Linked DNA regions of Mus musculus: region 1 is linked to region 2. The links are chromatin contacts, called in public Hi-C maps. All regions are on one chromosome and are shown on one strand. The core of a region is the stretch at or near the end of the contact, and the rest is flanking DNA. Distances in the headings are between cores, read along the strand shown. Region 1 holds the start of Ufm1 (ubiquitin-fold modifier 1). Region 2 holds the start of Mrpl47 (mitochondrial ribosomal protein L47).

Region 1 (6,842 bases), core at 3,826-6,325, about 21 Mb after region 2:
CACCGAAGGCGTCTGGAGAGTTGCAGTCTTCCCACAGCTTAAGAGCACATTTACCAGGCTACCCCCAGCAGGCCAGGGCACCAGCATTTCATGATGAGTTATGTTCACACAGCTCCCCTATGAGAGCAGCCTTTGAGATGTCAGTGGCTGTAGCTGTTTAAAGGAATGGCAGCTAGCACTCTTTTTGGCACTTTCTGGATGCTAACCATGAAATCCAGACTTGAAGCAATTCACTATCTCAAAATCAGTACCTGGTAACACAGTCTCACCTTCAGACATTTTTATTATACACATTAATTAAACATTTTCAATTCCTAAACCACTATTAATCAGGTTTGCATTTCCTTATAGTGAAAACCATAGAACATTAGCATATATAGATGAAACCAATTATCAGCGAGACAAGGAGACTGCCACACAAGATTTATACAGCTGTGTCTTCTGAAAAGTTCTATCTAGTTGAAATGAATAAAATATTCAGTTTCGATGGGCACACAAGCAGACACTCACCAGCAGTCTGTGCAGGATTTATTCCTATTCCATCTGAAAAGTAAATTATAAATCATGTAGGTTACTTCTAAAGGAAAAACAGTTTAACAGTCAGAATACTGCAGCTATGGGCACAGGCAAAGGCGGAGCAACTTCATTAGCAGAACCCAGACAACAATCTCTTAGGTGAGTCACCTGTCTGATGACACCCCCCACGAGTACGTTTTCATAAGCGCCACAGAGGACAAAAGATACAGCAGAATTTTAGCAGAGCCACTGTATCTGGCCCGAATTCCAGACTGATAGCACCTACGCTCTGAAGCAGCCTTTTGTCACTGGCTGCTATCTGAGGTTTTGGAGGTTACTGTCCTGAAGGAGTCTCAGAACGTTTTCATAACTTAGGCCGGAGACATGCCTGGCAAACCAAGAAGTCTCCAATGACTGAGAACTGTTCAGGTGATGGGTCTCTTAAGACAATCCCTAAATCAGACAAGAAGTTTTGGTGTGTGAAAATTAACTTGCTAAAGGTGCCTTTTGTGGAATAACGAAAGAGCTTCTAGGAAGCCGTCAGCGCTCAGTTCTTCTTAGTCAGAGACATCTCCCCTGCGGCTGAGACGTCTGAGGATGCAGTGACCCCTCCATCAATTGCACACCAACAATAAGATCCTAGGTGCAATGACGCAACTCTCTATAGAAGACAGTGTGTTTAATCCCATTTTACCTGTGTAGTAAACAGTGTAATTTTTTGCATGAGAAACAAACACTATGTAGATATTTCTGCTTCGGGGTGGCAGACAATCTCCAAGATTAGAGAGGCCACAGGTCATTTTGTTCATGTTCTAGTGACACTTTGAATGTTTTAAACATTTCCATTAGAACATCTGTAACTTTCCAAGGAGTTGGCCACTCTTTAATGTGACAACACACAGAAGAAACAAGAAATCCAGAATACACTAGGGGACTGGGGATTCAACTCACGTCTCCAGTGCTTAAGGTTTAAGGTGACTCCTTACCATTAGTAATAATCGCACTTGTAGCTGCAGGAACTTTAAACTAAAAGGGAGAAAAGAAACAAAACGTGTCAATATACTCACAAGGAAACCTGGAAGACAGAGTAAGACTGCAGCCCCTACTACCACTCTATAAGTCTGTAATCCAACAGCCGGCGCAGAAGCGTCACCAGCAGAGGAGTAGGGTTACAGAGCACAGAGCACAGCGTTAGAGCCTGGGTTAGACGCAGCTTGGGTTTGCACACAGCACAGGGGCTGAGGAGGAAGAAATGAACTGAGGGATCTGCTTTATGCCATGCAGGTGACTAACACTGCCATGAAATCAGAAAGGATCCCAAATCACACTCTGCTGCCACTGGCCCAGATCGCCCTACACTTCCAAGTGCTGCGCCGTGAGACGCTTCATAAACAATTCTGATAATTCCAGGGAGGAAACTCTCATTTCTTAAAAACATGGTGGCACACACCTTTAATCCCAGCACTCGGGAGGCTGAGACAGGCGGATTTTTGAGTTCGAGGCCAGCCTGGGCTACAAAGTGAGTTCCAGGATAGCCGGGGCTATACAGAGAAACCCTATCTCGAAAAACCAAACAAACAAACAAAAAACCAGAAAATACCAACATGTTTTTAAAACATTTTTCAAAACAAATTTTTATCAAAAGTACACATACATACTTAGCCTACCCAATTCAAGTGGATATAATAATTAGCTCTTAGAAAAAAACCTGATGCATTCACTACCAAAAAAACTCTACACTTCTCATCTGCTGCGTTAAACAGACGTGTCAGCTTATTCAACTTGTTTTCTAACTAGAAGATAGATTAACTTTTCCTACGCTTGTGACATCTTTACCATGAGCCCAGTAATGAACCATAGGAAAATGAGGAGGGAGGGGAAGGGCGCAGCGCATGTAAATACACAAGAGACAAAAGCCAGAAACATGCTAACTGCATCCATAAGCTACTGTTAGAACCCACACTTACTTCTTCTGCTGCAAACTTTAGCACTGCTGTGAACGGCGTACTTTCAGGAACACTGAGACTGCAACAAGAAAAGAAGAATTTCACACAGTTCATTTCATTGCAGATAGGGAACATTTGTTTGGGGCTGTGAAGGGTGTCTGTTTTCAAGGCAGCATTTGTGCACTGACGTTGAAAAAACACTAGAAAAGCAGAGTCCAGGCAAGGAACCACAGCTCTGTGCAAAAACCAACACCCTGCAAGCAGAGCTCCACCTTCTCTTTCTTTTCATGTTTCCATGTGTTTAGGCTTATTGTATGTTATGTGTATATGTGCCTGCTTCTGTGTGTACACATGTGTAGAGGGGCTGATAGAAGCCAGAAGAGGGCATCAGATCCTTAGGAACTGGAGTCATTGCCAGTTGTGAGCTAGGAATGTGGGTGCTAGGAATTGAACCTGGGTCCTCTGCAAAAGTAGCTGTGCTCTTAACAAACCATCTCACCTGGCTGGTGAGATGGCTCAGCGGGTAAGAACACTGACTGCTCTTCCAAAGGTCTTGAGTTCAAATCCCAGCAACCACATGGTGGCTCACAACCATCTGTAATGAGATCTGACATCCTCTTCTAGTTTGTGAAGACAAATGTTATAGACTTCCATATAATAAACCACCAAGCCATGGCTCCACCCAGGTTGGTAAAAGTGCAGACCATGGGCAGACAGACACTTAGATGAACCCTCTCTCTCTCTTCTTAAAGACACTGTGTCTTTAAGACGCTAGCCTCCAACCCAGAGAATTAGCTTGCCTTTGCCTCACAAATGCTGGGATTATAGGTGTGCTAGTATGCCCAGGAGGAGATCTGTCAGCAAGGCCAACTTTTCTATAGCCTTGGTCTATTTTATTGCTTCTCGTCTAACGTTTTAAAATAAAAATGTTAAAGGCAGTGTTAATTAAGTACAAAAACCAGACACCTCTCTAGCAGAGAAAACGTTTCTATTTGTCAACACATAAAACATCGATGTCATATAACATTTGTAGGGCTAAGCCTGGATTTCTCTTCTCAGAAGCGCAGATGAATTTTTTGTGCTAGCATTTTTCCTTCCAAATGTTAATTAATAACCTAATCCTCAGTAGAACAAAGCAGGAAGACTGTAGAAAGGGGCTTTCCCAACAGTAGCTATGTGCTTTCTTGTAAAGGCATGGGAGATGTTTACGGGCATTCCATAAAAGTGAGAGGCGTCCCCTCTGATTTCTTTTGAATGGTGGGAAAAGGAGCTGTGGAAATTTTGAAATAAGACAAAAATACTTTCTGTGGATAGGAAAATGAGAAAATTTAGGGGAGCACAGTCGAGTGCCAGTTATGAGGGTTTCACATAAAACTCATCAGCACTATTGTAATTTCTTCAGGAACAGAGTTAAGTGCAGAGAACATAAATTTGGTTTTTCACCAAGCAAAATATTCCAAGCTATCAGAGAGGTGGCTATCAGATTCCTGGGAGTTAGCAAAGAAACGATCTTTAAAAAAAAAAAACAAAAAACAACAAAAAAAACCTAGACTACAGACTTTCGTCTGCACACGAAATGAGTGGGTATGGCACTAGGGAGGCAAAAGTGACAGAAAACTTTTAACTTTTATTGTTGAAGGCACACTGCGGTACATCATCCAGAGGAAGAGAATACAGCCATCTGAAGACAACCGTTTAGAATGAGCCCTTACGGGAGAGACGAGGGATACGTAGACCATTTTAGACATGGAAAGATAAGGGAACCACAGGCCACGAGGCTGAATGGATCACGGGTGGGAAACTTCAGAAAACGATGACAGCTGCTCTCAGCTCAGTTAGCTGGGCCTTGGTGCCACCAAACCCGTCATGAATGAAATCTATGGAAACCCTGGTCTGTCGCAGGTTAGCATAGGTCTTCCAGCTGCAGGAACTCAAAAGGGGTCAACTTAAAAATCATACTAAGATGGAGCTGGGTAACCTGTGTTAGCCATCAACTGAACTGCTGAAGCACAAGGAAGGGCCCAACAAGGACACAAGGTCCTACACCCCCATTTCCCAATCCCGCTAAGCACTTTTTATAAAGATCCAAGTGTGTGTGACTGGGAGTTCAGCACCTAGGCACCCAGTCGTTGTGTTTATACACAACAAAGCAAAAAAACTGAAGTTAAGAGTGTTCGGGTCGGACCTGTCAAAAGTCCAGACTTGGGAAGTCCTCCCTAACTTCCGGTAACAGCTGGTCCAGGTAAAGACCTTTAAATCAAGTAAACGGGTTCCATCCTCGTCCAACCTTCTTCCCGTTGCACCTGCCCACCCAGAGCGTTGCGAGGGGCCACTGGCTTTCAGCAGAAATGCCGCACCCTTCCTCCTGTCCCCCTCTGTCCCGCCAGGCCCGGCCAGCTCCAGCCCTGCCTGTCACTCACACTTTGTACGGCAGCCGCGGGTCCGACGTCAACGTGATTTTAAAGGACACCTTCGACCTGCCGGAGAGAACGAGAAGGCGTTACGGTCGGGACCGGCCACGGGGTTAAGGCCGGGACACAGGGACGGATACTTACATGGTGGAACCGCCTGACACACACCGCGCCCAGCCGCCCGCCGCGCTTCCTTGATGGCCGGCAGCGGGGGCCTTCGCGGCCCACGTCGCCCTCCAGCGCGGCTATCCACACAGCGCCTGAAAATTGTGTCGGAGCTCACAGGCTACAGAAGGCCGATAGCCCACAGTTAGACATTTCATTCTGAGTGTGTCTGTATCAAGTTGAAGTGTAAATGGTAGAGAGAGGATATGTTTCTACTTTTGGTAGTTCACTGACACATTTTTAGTCAGGCAATATAAGGGATGTCAAACAGAGCGGCCGCTAGGTCCCCACTGGCTGGTTACGGCGGAAGTAGGGACTGAGTCGAAGCCGGACGTGGCGGCGGAACTGGGGCCGGGACTCAAGGTCCGGGCGGATGAGGAAGCGTTGCGGAGTTGCTAAGCAACCTAGCAGCCGGCACAGATAGATACTAGAGAAGCTGGACTCAGTTGCTTTAACTAACAACGTTCTTTGATCTTTCTAGCATTTCTGATAATACGATTTCCATCCGTATTAACCTTATAGTTTTCTTCACATACTTCACACTTCACTACAGACTTTTTAATAATTTCAAAAGAAAGTTATCACGATAGAATTATGCTGAGATTCCTGTTAGGGCCCAGAAGAAAAAATTGTATCCTAGCACTAGCAGGTTTTGGAGGGAAAAAAAAATCATTACTATATCCCGTTGTTCTTGATGTGTCCAAATAGACTTTAACTCTAATGCAAGGTTGCCAATCAGGTACATTTGTTCAGCTGACCAATGAACCTTGTGTACAGCAGGCACTAAACTAAAGGCTGAGCTCACTGTGTACACCAGACATAACCAAAGGCTGTGATCCCAAGCAATCAGGCATAAGTCCTTTAGCATCTGTCAGTCGGTTGGATTTCTATCGTGAGAGGGGAAAGCTGTCTTTCATCTTTATCACAATGTAAACGCCAAGATAAGCATTCCATCTCACAATAACTATACCTTTAAAAAATATATACTGCAGTAAGTTGATGAAGCCAGAAATAGGCACTGAACCAAGAGGAGACCCAGTCAAACTTTAGAATGACAGGTGGATTCTTCATGAGAAATCCTGATAGATTAGAAGCTCCCTTAAGAACATTGGAACTACATCTCATCTTTCCTGTAATGTTTTCTATAATGGTCTATAATGTTTTCTCCCAAAGGTGAGAATTCTGGTGCTGACTGTAAGTAGCACTCCAATATTCTCCTGCTGTATGCCATGTAGTGAATCCAAGAGACATATACTGACTTGTAGATATGGATATCAAGGCCTGTATCTTCTAACAGCTAAAACTACATAGTTAATGTGTATGACTAAAGTCTTGTCTCTGAAGACAAAATTACCTGTCTACCCGTGCCATCTATTGAAATAACACAAAGTTAGAATACAAATTTTGGTTTGTTTCTAAGAATACACATATATTTTAAATAAAATTTGTATCTGCTCAAGTATGGAACTATGTGACACAACGCTGAAAAGGACACCATAAGTCTTGGATGGAAAGTCGTCCTGGCAGTCCAGAGCCAAGGAATACCACAAAGTCACACTACACAACACACTTCACCCGGGAGATTCATTGGGAGGGGAGAACCCAGGAGGGTGGCTGCCTCTGCTAGGATGAGAAACAGACAAGCAGCAGAAAACCCGGCAAAACATGGGGTTGGTATAGCGTTTCCTGAGGGGTGAGATGGGGACAGAGATTTCCGGGGTGGCCTGGGATTGGAGGAAATACATGGTCTGATCTTTGGGCGAGCTCAGGAATTGGTGGAGGGTTTTTGTTTGTTTGTTTGTTT
Region 2 (7,748 bases), core at 1,451-3,950:
CCCAGGATGATGGAGATCACAGACAATGACTATGACCATTCTATGTGTCTCACCAGATTTGACTTTTTCTTCCCCCCAATTCTTTGGGTCATCAAAAAATTCTTCCAGTCCTTTCCTTGACAACGTGGTATGAAGTAATTTACACTGGAGAAAAGATGTGACATGTGGTGTGTTCTTATGTAACAAACTAAGAGAAGACCTGCAACTGAACACAAGTAAAGAACAAAGTTTATAACGTTCAGTCTTTATTAGCAAGAAACATTTGTTTATTACAATGTCAAAAATTCTACACAGGATATTTACCCCAGTATTGGTAAGCTTTTTAAGTGCATGAGAAAGTATTTTTTATTGTACAGATGGCTACCCTATAGTTTCAGACAACAGATGTACATAATTATATATGTCTATCTTTTTACTGTTAGCGCATGTGTGTGTGAGTACGTGCTTTCACGTGCCATGACACACATGTAGCGGTCAGAAGACAACAGGAGTGCTGGTTCTCTTCCACCTCATGGAGGCACAGTCTTTCTCTTTTATGCTGCTGTGCTGAGTATTCAGGATAGCAGGCCTGAGAGCTTTTATGTTGCTGTGCTGAGTACTCAGGATAGCGGGCTTGAGAGCTTTTGAGTGCTTCCTCCTCCTCTCCCTCCCGTCTGGGCCCAGGAATTCGGGAATTGGATGGAGATGCGCCCAGTCACTGCGCCCAGTTTTTACTGCTTAGCTTCCTTGGCTCAAACCGAGGTCACCAGGCTTGAGTGGCAAGCACTTTTTACCTCCTGAGCCACCTTGCTGACCCCACAATTATATTTTAGAGTAACAGTTTTTAGGTGCTTCCTCCACTGTAGCAACTAAATTTATGAACAGATCAAAACCATTCTGAACGTCAATGTGGCAACATTCAAAAGGCTCAATGCTCTCTCCTTTAATCCCGGAGTTCTGTGTCTGGAAACTTTTACACAATAGACACAGACACAACAGGCAGGAGCTCACCGGTGAAGATATCTACAAAGGCATTAAATTTGGTATTAAAGAGTTACATTAGTTACATAAACATACCATGCTTTATAGCTGCATGAAAATCTTATGCATAATTATATATATATTTAGAAATTATGTTTCTAAGAGCACTTAATGAACTGATAAAATGATCTTAAAACACAATGTAAAATGTTTCACAAGTGCTGTCTTCCAAACCAAGAGTATTTGACTGGAGTTTATGTTTGTTTTCCTGTGTACTGAGGATTAAGCCCAGGGCCTCAGGCATGCTAGGTACTCTACCACTGAGCTATGTCCATGACTCCTGACTTGAAACTAATTATGAAGAAATAAACAAAGCAAAACAAAACAAAACAAAATCCTACCCCAAATTGCCAGTGTGATGACAAAGGAAAAAAGAAACACTGGACGAATGGCAACTATTGCACTAAATGATCCTTCACTGGATCCTGAAGCAAAGAATGGAACTGAATGGAGACAATGAAGCGGAAAGAAAAAAGGGAAGGGATTAGTAGAGCAAGTCCTATTTTTATTTTGGATTATATGCTAAATAATAACACTGTATTCCACAGTGTGACCACAGGGTCATACTTAGTAAGGCAATGTCCTTGGGTCTATGATTGAATTTTGACCTCTGTCCAACAGTGCAGAAAAAGAGCATAAATCCAGGGATCTTGAAAAATGTGACAACTGTCAATGACTGGCTACTATGGGTTAAGGGTATATTTTGACTATTACTCTAATAATGTTTCTGTTGTCCTGGGGAAATGATGGAAAATCAAGTGTATACCTGCAACATTAAAAAAGAAACGGCAATGTGTTCTATGAATGCATAACTGGTTTTACTGTCTTCAAAATATTTTGCCTCTTTTCTGAGTGATAGGTATTCATTTTTTACAAAACACACACACACACACACACACACACACATACTGAAATAATTTCATTAACAAATTTAAGGTTTATGTATCTGAATGTTTTCCCTGCATATATGTGCACCATGTGTGTGCCTGATACCGTCAGAGGTCAAGGAAGGCATCAGATCAAGATAATGGAAGACGAAATCATTTATTCAAGTTTGCCACCCTGATCAAATTACAACTCTGCAAGGTTTTAAAAAGCTAATTTGCAAAGTTAGTGTAATAATATAGAAGAGACTGCTTCCTTCAATTAATCTGCTCTCTACTATTTCTAAAACTCGGCTCCCTGTTGGCAAGTGTCAGTGAAGAGTAAGCTGTCATTCTCACACTCGCAGACGCAGCTTCTGTTGCCGTAGCTACGCTCATCACTTAACATCTGCCGGACAATCTGTGTACAAAGACGCCGAGGGAAGCCTTCCGTTCACAGCTCAGGACTCCTCGGAAACCTCCCTCCCAACCGACCCAGCCCCAGGACACTGCGAGTCCGAGGAAGCACCGAGCAGCGGATGCTCCCACCGCCCGCGGCGACAGAACGCAGGAGGACTAGTGCGCCAGGATAGGCGACTGCAAGGTCACGCTCTCTGCCTCCGCGGTGGCCTGTCTAGAGCTCTGTTGCATCCTGCAAGAAGCGCCCAAAGGCGGAGGCAGTCATTTCTTCTCTCACCACTTACCCCGAGTGAGCAGCGTCCTTGGGATTTACTAGGGAACAAGCTGCCTTCAGGAACGCTGAGGCTCTTCTACAAATACCCACTAGACTGGTCGCAGCCATGTTTCTAATGGAGACCCACAGTGTCGGTGTCCACGAGGTCACTTCCGCTGGCGGCGTGAGGCAAGTGAAGCAAACAGGAACAGGCTTTGCCCTTACTAAACATGGCCGCTCCCACGGCTCTCGCTTCAATCTCCCAAGTCTGCCATAGAGTTTACAGGGCTCTCTTTGGGCGCCCCACCTACAATGTCGTCACTTTTGTCCGCCAGCGCCTGCCTGTGAAGCTCGCAGGAACGGGCCGCTGCCCTCACTCAATATGGCCTCCTCTAGCGTTCGCCCTCACTGGTGGATTGTCCCTCCCGGCTCCCTTAGCCCTCCCCACTTCCTTCCGTGGCCGGTGTAGCCATGGCGGCCATGAGCCTGCTGCAGCGGGCTTCGGTCTCCGCGCTGACAGCGCTGTCTTGCCGCCGCGCTGGTCCTAGACTCGGAGTCGGAAGTTTTCTCACGCGGAGCTTTCCGAAGACTGTCGGTGGGTGGCGGCCTCGGAGACGCGGGTGAGAGGTGGGAGGGCTGTTTCCAGGTGACCTTGGGGACCTCCGAGGGAGAGAGCGGGGACAAAGTCGGCCTGGGGCTCTCGTGTGAAGAGCTGCTGCAGATCGGATGGCCTTGTTTAAGCTCAGCGTTTGCGAAGCGCCTTGCCACGCCATGCTGGGCGCTGCTCCCTCGCTGCCAGGCTAGGCAGGCATGGAGCTGCTGCCCGCGTCTCCAAGGGCAACTGCACACACTTCGTTGTTGAGACAGGGTCTCGGGGATCCGAGGCTGCACTTGTCCCGGCTCCCGAGGGCTGGGATTGCAGGCTTGCACTGCGTCGCTGGGCTCAGGGCAGAATCAGGGTGCGTGGCACCTGCAGCTGGTTCCAACCCGCAGATAGGAAGTTGCTGAGAAGCGCACTGAAGTGAAGGCTGTCATGGTGTTCCTAGGCACGAGTGTAAAAAGGCTCCAGGTGACAGGCCCGTTAGGCACGGTAATAACTGTGTCCGTGGACCTCACAACATCATAGAAGGCCACGAAAATATTTTATGTTTGTTTTTTTTTTTAAAAGACTAGTGCGAGTGAATGTGTAAAGTTGGGTTCAGCCCAGATTGTATCTGCTGTATGTTAATGCAGTCATGCTTTTCATATGACCTGCGGGTCGCGACCCCTTCATAGGGGTCACCTAAGACCGTAGGAAAACACAGATGTTCACATTGTGACCCATAACAGTAGCAAGATTACAGTTATGGAGTAGCAGTGAAAATAATTTTATAGTTGGAGGTCACAACACAAAGAACTGCATTAAAGGGTTGCAGCATTAGGAAGGTTGAGAACCACTGTTCTCTTAGAAAGGAGCCTAAGAGGGGTAAAGAGCTCAGGTCTCAGGACAGTCATAGAGAGGGCCTTGGTTAGAGATATACAATTTGCCTTGTCTAATATAGAGAAAGACACACACACAAATTGCCCTAAAGCCTATTATATTGAGGCAGTATGCATAGGGACCTTCTGGAACATGCTGGAAAGGATCAGTGCATTTAAAATACCCAGCAGGAATTTACACTGAAGGCAGACTCCATGTGCTGACACTTCTTGGTCATATCCTTTTGACATCACTTTTTTATTGTAAATATCCTCAGATACACAAGTAGAGATCCCTTGAACCCTTCCCCAGAAGTGCTGACTGTAGTCTAGCTGAGCTGAGCTGAGACTCCGTGGTCCCTCTCTTCCTGGACTATTTCTCACTCCTGCAGTTCCGAGAGAACCACGGGGAGCCGATGTCCTGTCCAGAGAGAACAGGGAGGGCCTACTCGAGGCTGTTCCAAGAGCGACTGTTTGACTGTCGCAGCTTTCACTGGCTTATGAGTCTGCCATTGCTCCCTGAAGGTTTTCCTCTCTTCCACCAGTTCCTTGGGCAGCCCAACAAGATGGCTAGGCCCCTCTCCCATCTTCTTTTTCTGGAGCTGGGCTGCCGAGATTCAAATCTTGGCTGCAGAATTTAAGAGCTCTATGACCTTGAGTCAACGCCTACTGGGAGCTAAAGTGGAAGGCACTTGGTCATGATCTTCATTTCCTTTTCCGGAAGATGACCATCTGATTGACGGAGATACCTTACAGAGTAGTTGTGAAGCCCTTTGAGTAGGAGACATTTTTAGCACCATGCACCTAAATTAGAAAATACACACAGCATTAAATTTACCCTTTATTTTATTTGCTTATTTCTTTGGTACTGCTGATGAAATACAAGTGCTTGCTTATTCTAGCCAGGTGAGGTCTTTCCTCTGGGCTACATCCCTAACCCTTCTTTTTGTCTTTACTCTTTAAAATTTTGAGTCAGAGTGTCATTGAGTTGCCCAAGCTGATCTTGAATAGACTCTGCATTGCGGGCTGGTTCTAACCTTCAATGCTCCTGCCACAGTCTTCCAAGAAGCTGGTAGGTTGTTGCTGAGCGTCTGAGAGGTGGAATTCCGGTCCAAGATCTTGTCATTGAAGAGGCCCTTGCAGGGCATCAGCCTCTCTTCTCTGCTTCCCAGTCACTAGAAGGTGGCAGTTTGTTCTAACACATACTTCCATCATGCTTTGCCACAGGCCCAAAGCAGCAAATCCTCCAACTTGCCGTGGCAGAAAACACTGAATCTCTTTCCATTCTAAAGCTAATATCCACAGATATTTCTCAGGGTAGAGGAGAGTGGATCAACAGATCTGTGATCACAGTACTGTGAACTCAGACGAGGAGTATAAATATAAAATGAATATGGCAATCATCTTAACATGGGAAAATGGCAGTAGTGTGTGGGCTTCCAGGTCTCCCTGGATATAGGGCTTTTGGGAGAACTAGGTGTTGAGAGAAGGAGAAGATGGTGATCATGGCTTAGTTGGGGTGGAGAAGGGGCCTTGACACAACTAAAGTGCCTGTGCATGTAGAGGTCAGAAGACATCTTGTGGGAATCAGCTCTTCTTCCACTGTGGGATCTGGGGATCAAATTCAGGTTATCAAGCCTTGAAACAAATGCACTTCCTTCCCAGGCCACCTCACTAGCCCTTTTTAGAATCATTTGCAGTTTGTCATTGATAAGTGATGAAAGACGGACAGATGCAAGGAAGTGGACTTAACTTTTTGGCCCAAGGAATTCAAATGATACTTTTAACTGAAAATTTAGAGGAAGATAATGAGTGAATGGCCAGCTTTTGATTGTTTGAAATACCAACAGAAAGCTGCTACCATTGTCTTGCTCAATCCTGGCATCAATGACAGTCAGGAAACTAAATAGCTTTCCTGAGTGACTTGCATATTTAAAATCATTTATTGGAGGGGGCTGGAGAGATGGCTCAGTGGCTAATCGTGCTTCCTGGTCCTCAGAAGACCTGGGTTGATTCCCAGGGCCACAGCCTATAACTCCAGCTTCAGAAGCCCATGTCCCTGACCTCCACAGGCAACTCCATTCACCTGTATATATACACACACACACCTAAAAAATAATAAAAAACTTAAAAATCATTTTTTGGAGAATTGGTCTTGTAAGCTCTGTTCATCCTAATGTTTTCAGAATGTGAGCAGATGACTCTCCACTTCAGCAGGGAGACTTCGGGGCTGTGGGAAGTTAACTGCTCTGAAGTACATTCCAGGATAGTTGGTGCGATAGCAGTCATCAGGCATAGTTAATAAAGAGTAATTGTTAAACAGTTGAGAAAGAGGAAGCATTTCTCTTTGTTAACCTCGTTAATGTAATGCAGCCAGCCCTACCTTTCTTCTGTTGTTCAGTTTTTGTAGCATGAGGTGTTAATGCAGGTCTCGCTGGGAGCCCTAACTGGCCTCGAACCTACAACTTTCCTCTAGTCTCTGCTCCCCAAGTGCTGGCTGCTTTTTTTGTTTGTTTGTTTTTTGTTTTTTATGTTTGCTCTACAGTTGTAATGATTGTTCACTAAAGCCACATATAAATTAATCCTTCCACTGTTCTCTGATTGAAGGAGGAAGGTGTGTACAAGGTCCTCTGAGTAAGTGTAGTAAACTGTAAGGATTTACTTAAGTGATCCCTGTAAACGTTCAGTTAAGAAATGTAAATTCAACAATGTTCCCACAAGACCTGCCACCTGTCAGACACTGACACTTACTGGAGAGACTGACCGAGCTTCATATATTCTCCTCTGACCTCATGAGCTTTAACACACTCTTAGTGTTAGTGTGCTTCATGTTAAAGGAAGTTATCAAATCTTGCTCAAGGGAAAAGCAGAGACCAACACTATCTGGGGAAATCAGAAAAGAGCTATGCTGGAGATGATGCATAGCTCCAAAGGGTGAGATGTGAGACAGAGGCAAAGAACCCAGGGCATAGGGGTTGATTTAGGCAGAAAGAAAGCCCAGGAAACAGGCGAGATTTCTTAGGGAATCTTTGTCCTGTTCTATTAGATATCATCTCATTATGTACCCTGGCTGGCTTGGAGGTTGTCCGTATGTAGACCAGGCTAGATTCAACCTGGCTCTGCCTCCTGACTGCTGGAACTTCAAGTTGTGTGCTGTCATCCCCACCTGCCTTGGGGATATTTGTCTTGAGAAGCCAGAGATGAGTTGAGAAGGAAACTTCTTTATTTGAAGATAGGGGTTGTGATCAGGTTTTCTGAAAGAGGCGGCTTGATCCTCTAGGCTAACCTGTATCACACAGGATTTCCAGATTGCATTGTGGATTCTTGGACAACGGCCGTGAAAAACGGTGAAGCAGTCCAGTTCTATCTTCAACCCCCACAGTTCTAGGAACTTCTGAATCCGTGAAGCAGAGAACTGTTCCCTTTATACGTTGACCATTGATCTTCCCTTCAGGTGGAAACAGTAGAGCCCTCTTTCCTCAATGGTTCTTTAGCTATTTAAAAATGGGTAGTCAGTTGAGCTCCCAGCATGGTGGCTCACAGCCATCTGCAGCTCTAGGACCAGGGGATCTGACACCCTCTTCTGTACTTCATGGACACTGGGCCTACATGTACACAGACAAACATGCAAGCAAAACATTCATACAAAGAAACCAGCACCTTGTCTCCATCCCGACTTCAGTGCTGTCAGTCCCCAGGTCACTTGCCAGGTTTGTAAACAACCTAGCTGCTTA

Evidence for each region. Hi-C and Micro-C count contacts between places; a contact is called where the count stands out from the background.
Region 1: a contact with region 2 is called in a Hi-C map of neutrophils, with 14 times the contacts expected there. The contact joins the promoter of Ufm1 here to the promoter of Mrpl47 in region 2. A contact is called at or near these places in 3 of 484 Hi-C or Micro-C datasets (CD4 T cells, muscle stem cells and neutrophils).

The regions. Positions count from the first base shown.
Region 1 is chr3:53,858,732-53,865,573 of GRCm38.p6, forward strand. Ufm1 (ubiquitin-fold modifier 1) reads right to left here and starts at 5,076. Exons shown (of 6, transcript NM_026435.5): 1 at 5,018-5,076; 2 at 4,883-4,939; 3 at 2,484-2,541; 4 at 1,503-1,542; 5 at 511-543. The coding sequence starts at 5,019.
Region 2 is chr3:32,734,055-32,741,802 of GRCm38.p6, forward strand. Mrpl47 (mitochondrial ribosomal protein L47) reads right to left here and starts at 2,701. Exons shown (of 7, transcript NM_029017.2): 1 at 2,588-2,701; 2 at 54-205. The coding sequence starts at 2,685. It overlaps Ndufb5 (NADH:ubiquinone oxidoreductase subunit B5), which reads left to right and starts at 3,009. Exons shown (of 6, transcript NM_025316.2): 1 at 3,009-3,151. The coding sequence starts at 3,028.